Linked DNA regions of Macaca mulatta: region 1 is linked to region 2. The links are chromatin contacts, called in public Hi-C maps. All regions are on one chromosome and are shown on one strand. Each heading gives the region's core, a stretch centred on a gene start, on an enhancer-like site or on the middle of the called end of the contact. The rest is flanking DNA. Distances are from core to core; before and after follow the strand shown. Region 1 has its middle 78 kb from the start of TMC1. Region 2 holds the start of ZFAND5 (zinc finger AN1-type containing 5).

Evidence for each region. Hi-C and Micro-C count contacts between places; a contact is called where the count stands out from the background.
Region 1: a Hi-C map of fetal cortex germinal zone shows a contact between it and region 2, with 3 times the contacts expected there. The contact joins the enhancer-like site here to the promoter of ZFAND5 in region 2. A contact is called at or near these places in 7 of 14 Hi-C or Micro-C datasets (blood, cortical neurons, fetal cortex germinal zone and 4 more).

What each region holds. Positions count from the first base shown.
Region 1 is chr15:103,590,864-103,594,610 of T2T-MMU8v2.0, reverse strand. No RefSeq gene overlaps it. Among named protein-coding and RNA genes, the nearest start is that of TMC1, 78 kb to the left of the region's middle. Within about 2 kb of position 1,525, at least 12 of the 40 cell types and tissues checked have an H3K27ac peak or open chromatin away from gene starts, as enhancers often do.
Region 2 is chr15:103,368,459-103,372,646 of T2T-MMU8v2.0, reverse strand. ZFAND5 (zinc finger AN1-type containing 5) reads left to right here and starts at 2,085. Exons shown (of 6, transcript XM_015117903.3): 1 at 2,085-2,595.

The DNA.
Region 1 (3,747 bases), core at 276-2,775, 220 kb before region 2:
AATATATGTTGAATGACTGAACAACCTTTAGAGGTGAGCATTAATTAGTGTTCCCATTTTAGAGAAGAGGAAACTGAGTCAAAAAAGTTTTAAGCGTATTTGCCAAAATCACACAATTAAGTAATGGTATGGCTGAAATCTGAACCTAGCTCTGGTGTTTTCCAAGATCATAACCAGGAAGCTTGGAGAGAGATCTTTCGCTGCCTGATTCAGTGACTAAGAGTCCACAGTAGCCCGGGATTGAGCTTCGCTCAGTCCTTTTTAGAACTGAACTCAGCTTGAAAACTACACAGTTATTTCCTTTCCATTGAAATTGCAATCTGCTTCAAGGAAATGAAGCTTATGGCTGTCAGAGTATAAAGGGCAAGTGTGTGGGAGAAGCCAGAGATCAAACGGCCAAATGCACTTGTTATAGAATTTTTCATGAGCTGAATTCAAATGCTATCATTTGAATCCAAGCTTCTCCCCATTGGATTTTAAAAAACTGAGAACAAAGGGTGAGGGAAAAGGCAGCTGTCAGTGAATAATCAGGAGGCAGATGGAATGGTGCAGGCCTGGGGACAAGGAGGAGAGGCAGCCAAGGGCTGGGACAGAGATCACAAGATAAGTCAGCATAGCAGAAGCTAAGAAGCTGCTTCTCCCTGAGCCCAAACGCAGGGGCAACACTGGGTATCCTGCAGGTCATCAGTGGGTCTCTCAGCTTGCACCAGCTTCCCTTCCTCTTTCGATACAGTAATAGTAAGTTGTAACGCCCTGAGGTCACTTCGTCTCTGATTCTCAGTTTCCTCAACTGCAAAATGAAGAAGTTCCTCCTAAAAGGCATTTAAAGTTGTTCTTGGCTGTAAAATTTTATGGTTTTATAACCCACAGCCAATGCTGTTGGAATTGACTCCAGAAAGACAAGAACACACCTGGGTGTTAGTAGTCATTCTCTTCTCAAAATCAGAAAAAGGATGGCCCATTTATGCTATTCCTCAACCCATAACCTTACAAACTGCACCTGATTGTTGAAAACGTGCCTCAGGTCAAGTCTGACACGCTTTGAAGTCTAAATTGAACCATGAAGCTCAGAGCCAAATGAACCCAAACCAGAGTGAATGCCACAGTGTACTAAATGTCAAACTGAGATTAAACTAAGTTATAATTACAAAAATAAACATTTAACAGAAAAAATTGGTGGTGATATTTTTAATTTTTCCATAATTTCATTTGTTGGCAAGAGGATAAATTATGTATAATTTTAGACAATTAAATCAGAACAAACCCAGATTGTATTAATAGTTCACATTTGTGAAACACAATGTATTTAATAGACATTTTCTAATTGAATCAAAATGTTTCATGAGGCTTTGTTTGTTTGTTTCCCCACACTGAGCCTCTAGCAAGTTTATAAGGTTAATGTCAACAGTAGGAGTAAGTAGCTAGGACGTAAGACCAGCTAGAGAATTTATACGAATGCAGCTCTGATGTTTCTGTGCTTTGATGCATGCCGTTTACTTGTCCAGAACATTCATTCCACAAACTCCACCTAAAGAAATCTTGCTTGTCTGGCCTGGCGTGATGGCTCACGCCTATAATCCCAGCACTTTGGGAGGCCAAGGCAGGCATATCACCTGAGGTTGGGAGTTCAAGACCAGCCTGACCAACATGGAGAAACCCTGTCTCTACTAATAATACAAAATTAACTGGGCGTGGTGGCGCTGCCTATAATCCCAGCTACTGGGGAGGCTGAGGCAGGAGAATCACTTGAACCCAGGAGGCGGAGGTTGTGGTGAGCTGAGATCCCGCCATTGCACTCCAGCCTGGGCAACAAGAGCAAAACTCTGTCTCAAAAAAACCAAAACAAAGCAAAAATAATTCTTGTTTTTCTAACCTGGGAAGCAGTTTCCCCACCACATTCTTTGACCTTCCTGCTATTGAAACATAGGGTCTATTTTTCTTCCCCTTAAAGTTGGCCTCTACAACTCCTTGATGAAGAGAATATGATAGAAAGAATGCTGTGCCAATTTTCAGACAGACTTGAAGAAACTGGCAGCATTTACTTTCTGCCTTGGAACCCAGCCACCATACTGTAAGGGAGCCAAACAGCCGCATGTAGAGTTTGGGAGTAGGTGGTCAAGCTGACAACCACCGCTGAGGTCTCCGTCTACGGCCAGCATCCACTGCCTGACATGAGAGCACGGGAGTGAGCAAGCGTTCAGATGACTACAGCCCCCAGCCTTTGAGTTACTCCCAGGTTTTGAGCTGTCCTAGCTGATGCCCCATGGTATAGAGAGGAGTTGTTTCTACACAGTCCTATCCAAATTGCAACTTCATGAGCAAATTAAATGATTTTTGTTATCTTCATCCCCGAAGTTTGGAGCAGTTTGTTATACAGCAGTAAGTAAGCAAAGTTGACAGGAGTGAAGCCATCTTTAAATCTTTAAATCTCACACCATCCCACAACCACCATTAACCATCAGCATGATAGTCATTAGGGTAGTTCATGATTATTCCCATTCTTTCCTCTTCTGGGTACAAGAAAAAAATGCACTCTTGCCGGGCGCAATGGCTCACGCCTGTAATCCCAGCACTTTGGGAGGCCCAGGAGGATGGGTCACTTGAGGCCAGGAGTTTGAGACCAGCCTGGCCAACATGGTGGCACCCCATTTGTACAAAAATATGAAAAACCTTAGCCAGGAGTGGGGGTGCATGCCTGTAATTCTAGCTATTTGGGAGGCTGAGGCAGGAGAATTGTTAAACCTGGGAAGCAGAGGTTGCAGTGAGCCGAGATGGCGCCACTTCACTCCAGCCTGGGCGAGACAGTGAGGCTCTGTCTCAAAAAAAAATTAAAATTAAAAATGTATTCTCCACCTACTCTGTCTGAATTCAGGCATGGTCATATGATGGATGATGGCCAGTAAAATGCTATTGGAAAGAATATATGTCAATTCTTGGCAGAAGCTTTTTAAAATTCAGGGTACAATCCAACAAATTTCCTTCTCTCTATCATAGTGGTGAGAGAATCCCACATGAAAATGCATCTTTCATCAATAGACTTCCTGAAGGGACTAGGACAAACAGGGCTATGTTGCCAACCCATGCTGGATATACGGCCTGAGGAAGAAATAATTATTTGTTGGGTTAAGCAGCTGAGAATTTTTAAAGTTATCTGTTGTCCAGGCGCAGTGTCTCACGCCTGTAATCCCAGCACTTTGGGAGGCTGAGGTGGGTGGATCATCTGAGGTCAGGAGTTCAAGACCAGCCTGGCCAACATGGTAAAACCCCGTCTCTATTAAAAATACAAAATTAGCCGGACGTGGTGGTGCATGCCTGTAATCCCAACTACTCGGGAGGTTGAGGCAGGAGAATTGCTTGAACCCAGGAGGCAGAGGTTGCAGTGAGTTGAGATGGAGCCATTGCCCTCCAGCCTGGGCAACAAGAGTGAAACTCCGTCTCAAAAAAAGAAAAAAAAAGTTATCTGTTACATAACCAGATTTCTCAATGGCAGCACTATTGATATTTTAGGCCAGATAATTTGTTGTGAGAGGGCTGTCCTGGGCATTGTAAGATGTTCAGCAGCATCCTTGACCTCTACCCGCTGGATGCCAGTAGCACCACCACCCCACAGTTGACACACTCCCGACTTTGCCAAATGTCCCTTATTGATAGGAGAGAGGAAATAGACTACACCAACTGATGCAACCACCACCACCAGGAAGAATGAGTCGCTTCCTCTTTACATTTTGAAAGCCTTAATAGATACTC
Region 2 (4,188 bases), core at 836-3,335:
CCTAGAGGACTTATTGAGCCACAGATGGCTGTGCTAACCCCCAGTTTGTGACTCCACAGGTTTAGTGCTGGGGCCTGAGAATTTGTATTTCTAGTAAGTTCCCAGGTGCTGCTGCTGCAGCTGGTCTGGAGACCACACTTTGAGAACCACTAGAAAATAACTGCTAAAAAGGAATCTTGGTATGTTTAGGTACAATACCTGCAACATTCTTGGTTGAAATAGTCTCAGATAAAATTATAAATGGGTGATAGAGAAGATGAATTATCAGAAGGTGACATAATATTATGGAATACACTATTCAATAATGAGTTTGCCTCATTACCCTTAGACTTTTTTTTTAAAGTATGCTTCTTCAGGAATTATCTTGTTTCACTCATTATAACTCCAGTTCTAGAGGGCAAAAAAAAAAAAAATTAAGTTATTTTTGTTCTCAATAATAATCACCTCCATTGCCTCCCTGCCCTTCAGTGCCCTGGGCAAGCCTCTTTAGTCATTGTTCCTTTATCTGTAGAAAGGGACGTGATAATAGTACCTATCTCAGTGAATTACTGTGAGGATAAAATGAGACACTAAATGGAAAATAGTTGGCACTGAAAATGGCCTGTAAATGGTAGCTGCTTTGTTGTTGTTGTTGTTGTTTTACCAATTTATCTAATTTAAGGAAATAAATTTTAATGGTCGTGGGACCAGTGACCCAAACTACTTAAATCTCTAATACATTGATCACAGTAATAAACCAAAATTTGTTCAAAACAAAATAAAAGGTTGTTATGCTCCAGGTACTTTGCTTACTGTGGCGGAGAACTGTTTGATTTGGAAGTGTTGGCTCAAGCTATCAGTACAGCATTCCCCCATTACAGATTACAAATAAGGATCACCTGAAGCGCAGTAGGACCCCCCCCCCCACCCCCACCCCAGACCAGCCAAAACCATATCCAGGGGAGAGGCGTAGGAATATTTAATCACCCCAGGTGAATTTTTTCTGTTTACCGACTTTGAGAAACACTGAAGGGATCTCTTCTCCATTCTATATGTGGCTAATATAAGCCCTAAACGTCATTTCTATGTATTCGTCAGACCGTAGTTTACTAGAAAATTTCAGAAGTCCTTTCCAACCTAGTGATTTTGTTATTTTGAGTTGAACTGAAAGTCACTTGGAGCGGTCAGCTGAAAATATTTTTTGTTTGTGCTCTGAAAAGGTTCCCACTGTTTCGAGTAAGTCATCCTTTCACCCATGGGGAACCTGTGCCTCGTGCCTGAACTCCCCGCCTAGTACTTGCCCCCCTTGAACTTCCTCCCGCAAGCCTACTCCTCCCGCTTGATCTGGGCCTTAGATCTAGCTTGTTTTGTCCCTTCGCGGCATTTGAGTAGAACATTTGGTGCTTTCCCAGTTCACGACGCTTTGCTGGAATCGTCAATTTCCAGGGATTTTACGGGCTGGCCAAAACAGTTTGTTCAGAACAGCGCCGCCGGGGCATTGGCAGCCCTGGGCGGCCGCGAGTTTCCTCACACCGCACAACCCCTCGTGACCTTGGGCGAGCCAACGCACGCCGCCAGCCGCGTCAGGGCCACGCACGGGCTGGACTTCGGAGCTGAAAATGGGTGTCGGGAGTGAGGAGGTTTCATAAACAGAAAAGACCTCGAAGCCATAAGGCAGTTCTTTTCCTTTTCTGCGGGTGAATCCTTACAATTCTTGGGGGAGGGAATGTCTGCCCACGGCTGGAGACAAAGCGTGAGAACTAGGACGGCGAAAAACGGGTTTGAATGAGAAAATCCGAAGGAGTGAGGCTGAGGGCGGACAATTGGGTTAAAAATAGAAACACATCCTCCACAGGACTCGCTCTTTCCAGCTCCACCCTAGGGGCCGACCGCCAGGCCAGTGGCTGGGCTCCACGAGAAGGCACAGCAACCCGGCTCGGCCCCGCCTCCCGGACCTACTGACAGGGCGCCGGGGGCGTGGCCTCGGACCCGCGACGTCACCGCGCTCCCCGCCGCCGCCGCCGTCGGGGTTTTCGCTGACGCACGGGTCCCGCCCCCTCCCCCTCTTTTCCCCCACTGCCCGGGCGCCGGGCGGCCAGCGCGTTAGTCGGCCGGGACGCGGAGCTGTGTGCATCTCGTACGCGGGCTTGCTCGCTCCCGGGAGCCGCGCAGCTTCCCCGGCGGTGGCAGGAGCGGCGTAGAGTGCCATCAGCGGGCCCTTACGGCCCCCGGCCTCGCGGCGCGCGCTCCACTCGCCCTCCTCGTCCGCCCAACCTGCGGCCTGTGGAGGCGTGAGACGACAACGGGCGAGCGCCTTGAGCAGCGTTAGCCGCTGCGGCGTCCGGTTGTCCCTCCGCCTCCTCCTCGGCCCCCCCCTCGCTTCCCTCCTCCCACTTCCCGAGCTCCGGCGTGTCCCGGCCACGCTCGGCGCTGCTGCAGGAACAAAGGAAGACCCCGCGGCGGCGGCGGCGCCACCTCCGCCTGCGGCTCCGACCCGCTCCCGGCCCGCGGCGGCGTCACCAGGGCGCCCGGCTCAGCCTTCCCGGAGGCCTCGGCCCGGCCTCATCGTGCCGGCTTCGCGCGTGAACCCGGCTTTCTCATTTGGGCCCCCGCAGGGTGAGTGATATGGGGTTGGGGGCGGGAGCCGGGCTGCTCGTTGCCGGGCCGGGGGCGGGAGTGAAGGGACCGGGGCGCCGCGGGCCAACGGCGAAGCCGGAGCAGGCCGCGGATGGCGGCGTCCGGGGGAGGGGAACCCGCCCGCCAGCCCAGGAAGCACAAAGACGGAGGCGTCATTCTGTCGTCGTGGCCCGAGGCCTGGCTCCTGGCGTCTCTGGCTCGCTCCACAGCACGGTCGGGAAACAATGCCCGGCGTGCCGCCTCTGCGGGGCCGGCATCTAGGCCGCTCGCCTTCCGCCCGGCCGCACTTGGCGGCGGCGCCCGGCGTGGGCACCACGACCCAGAGAAACAAAGAGGCCGAGGCGGCGGCCGCGCCCCCTGGCCGCTGTAGCCCCACCAGCTCTTCCCTCAGAGGAGCCCTTCGGGGTCGGGGATCGGCGTGGGGCCTGCAGGCGAAAGGCAGGCCGGGCCTGCTGAGCTGCTGTTCTGCATGACTCAGTGGTTTTTCGGAGAGGGCCCTGCTGGGCTTTACTGAGTGAGGCCTTTGCTTGGAGGGGGATGGGGGATCAGTGAGACCCGAACTTGTTCCAAAACCCGTTGGAACATGGGGTCGGGGGTTCTCCGGCGTCGTCTTTTGGGTTTCTCGACGTCGCGGGGTGTCTACCCTGAGATCCGTTTTCATGGAGGAAATGGAGCACCTTCTCCTTTGTTTGGTGCATTTAGGCTGATGAACGTGAAATTTTTTGCTCGCTTTCAACGCACTCCGTGGAGCTGTGTTTTCGAGGAAGGGTCGGGTTATCTTTATTGAGTGAATGTCACCTAAGGATTTCATCTAAGGAGATTATTAAGATAAAGGAACACATAGGTCACACATCCCCGTTCTTAAACCTGGGATTTAGATACCTAACCGTAAACGACTGTATTTTACTCTTTATTTTTAGGATTTTTTTTAAAAAGTAGGCTTTCAGAACTCAATTGGTGAAAATATTGCAATTTTATCTTCAAAGTTTTTTCTTAAAATGTTTCCCCACGCCCCCCTAAAAAAATTAAGGATTTGTTGTAGTTCTCTCCTGTTTTCTATCTCCCAGGCCCTGAAAAGGAGCCTTTAAAAGTCAATCCTACTCCATTTGGCAAAGAGGGAACTGAAATCTGGAAAGTAAGGACTTGCCCAAGGTCACTGGCTTAGTGGCAGACTAGAGACTTGAACTCAGGTCTCAATTCCCAGGTGAGTGGGAATTCATGCCATGTCATCACATCATGTGCGCCTGGAAGAACTATATTCCATAGGTGTAAAAGCTCTTTGTTCAGAATTGGAATTGGAGAATTGTTCAGTTACTCAGATTTTTTTTTAAGCTGTAAGTTAGAGGAAGCCATAAACTTTATAAAATGTGCATTCTAGCTCTAACTGACAGAGCTGACACATGCATGCCCAAGTTTCTGATTACTTTAAAATCAATAAATAGTAATGGTATTTTTTTCTAAAATATTTACAGGAAGGGAAATGCAATACCTAATGGGAACACACATCCCCCACTTCATCCCCTAAATCCTCACTAAATGAGGATTCTTTTTTACGCTGTCTCCACTGTGCTT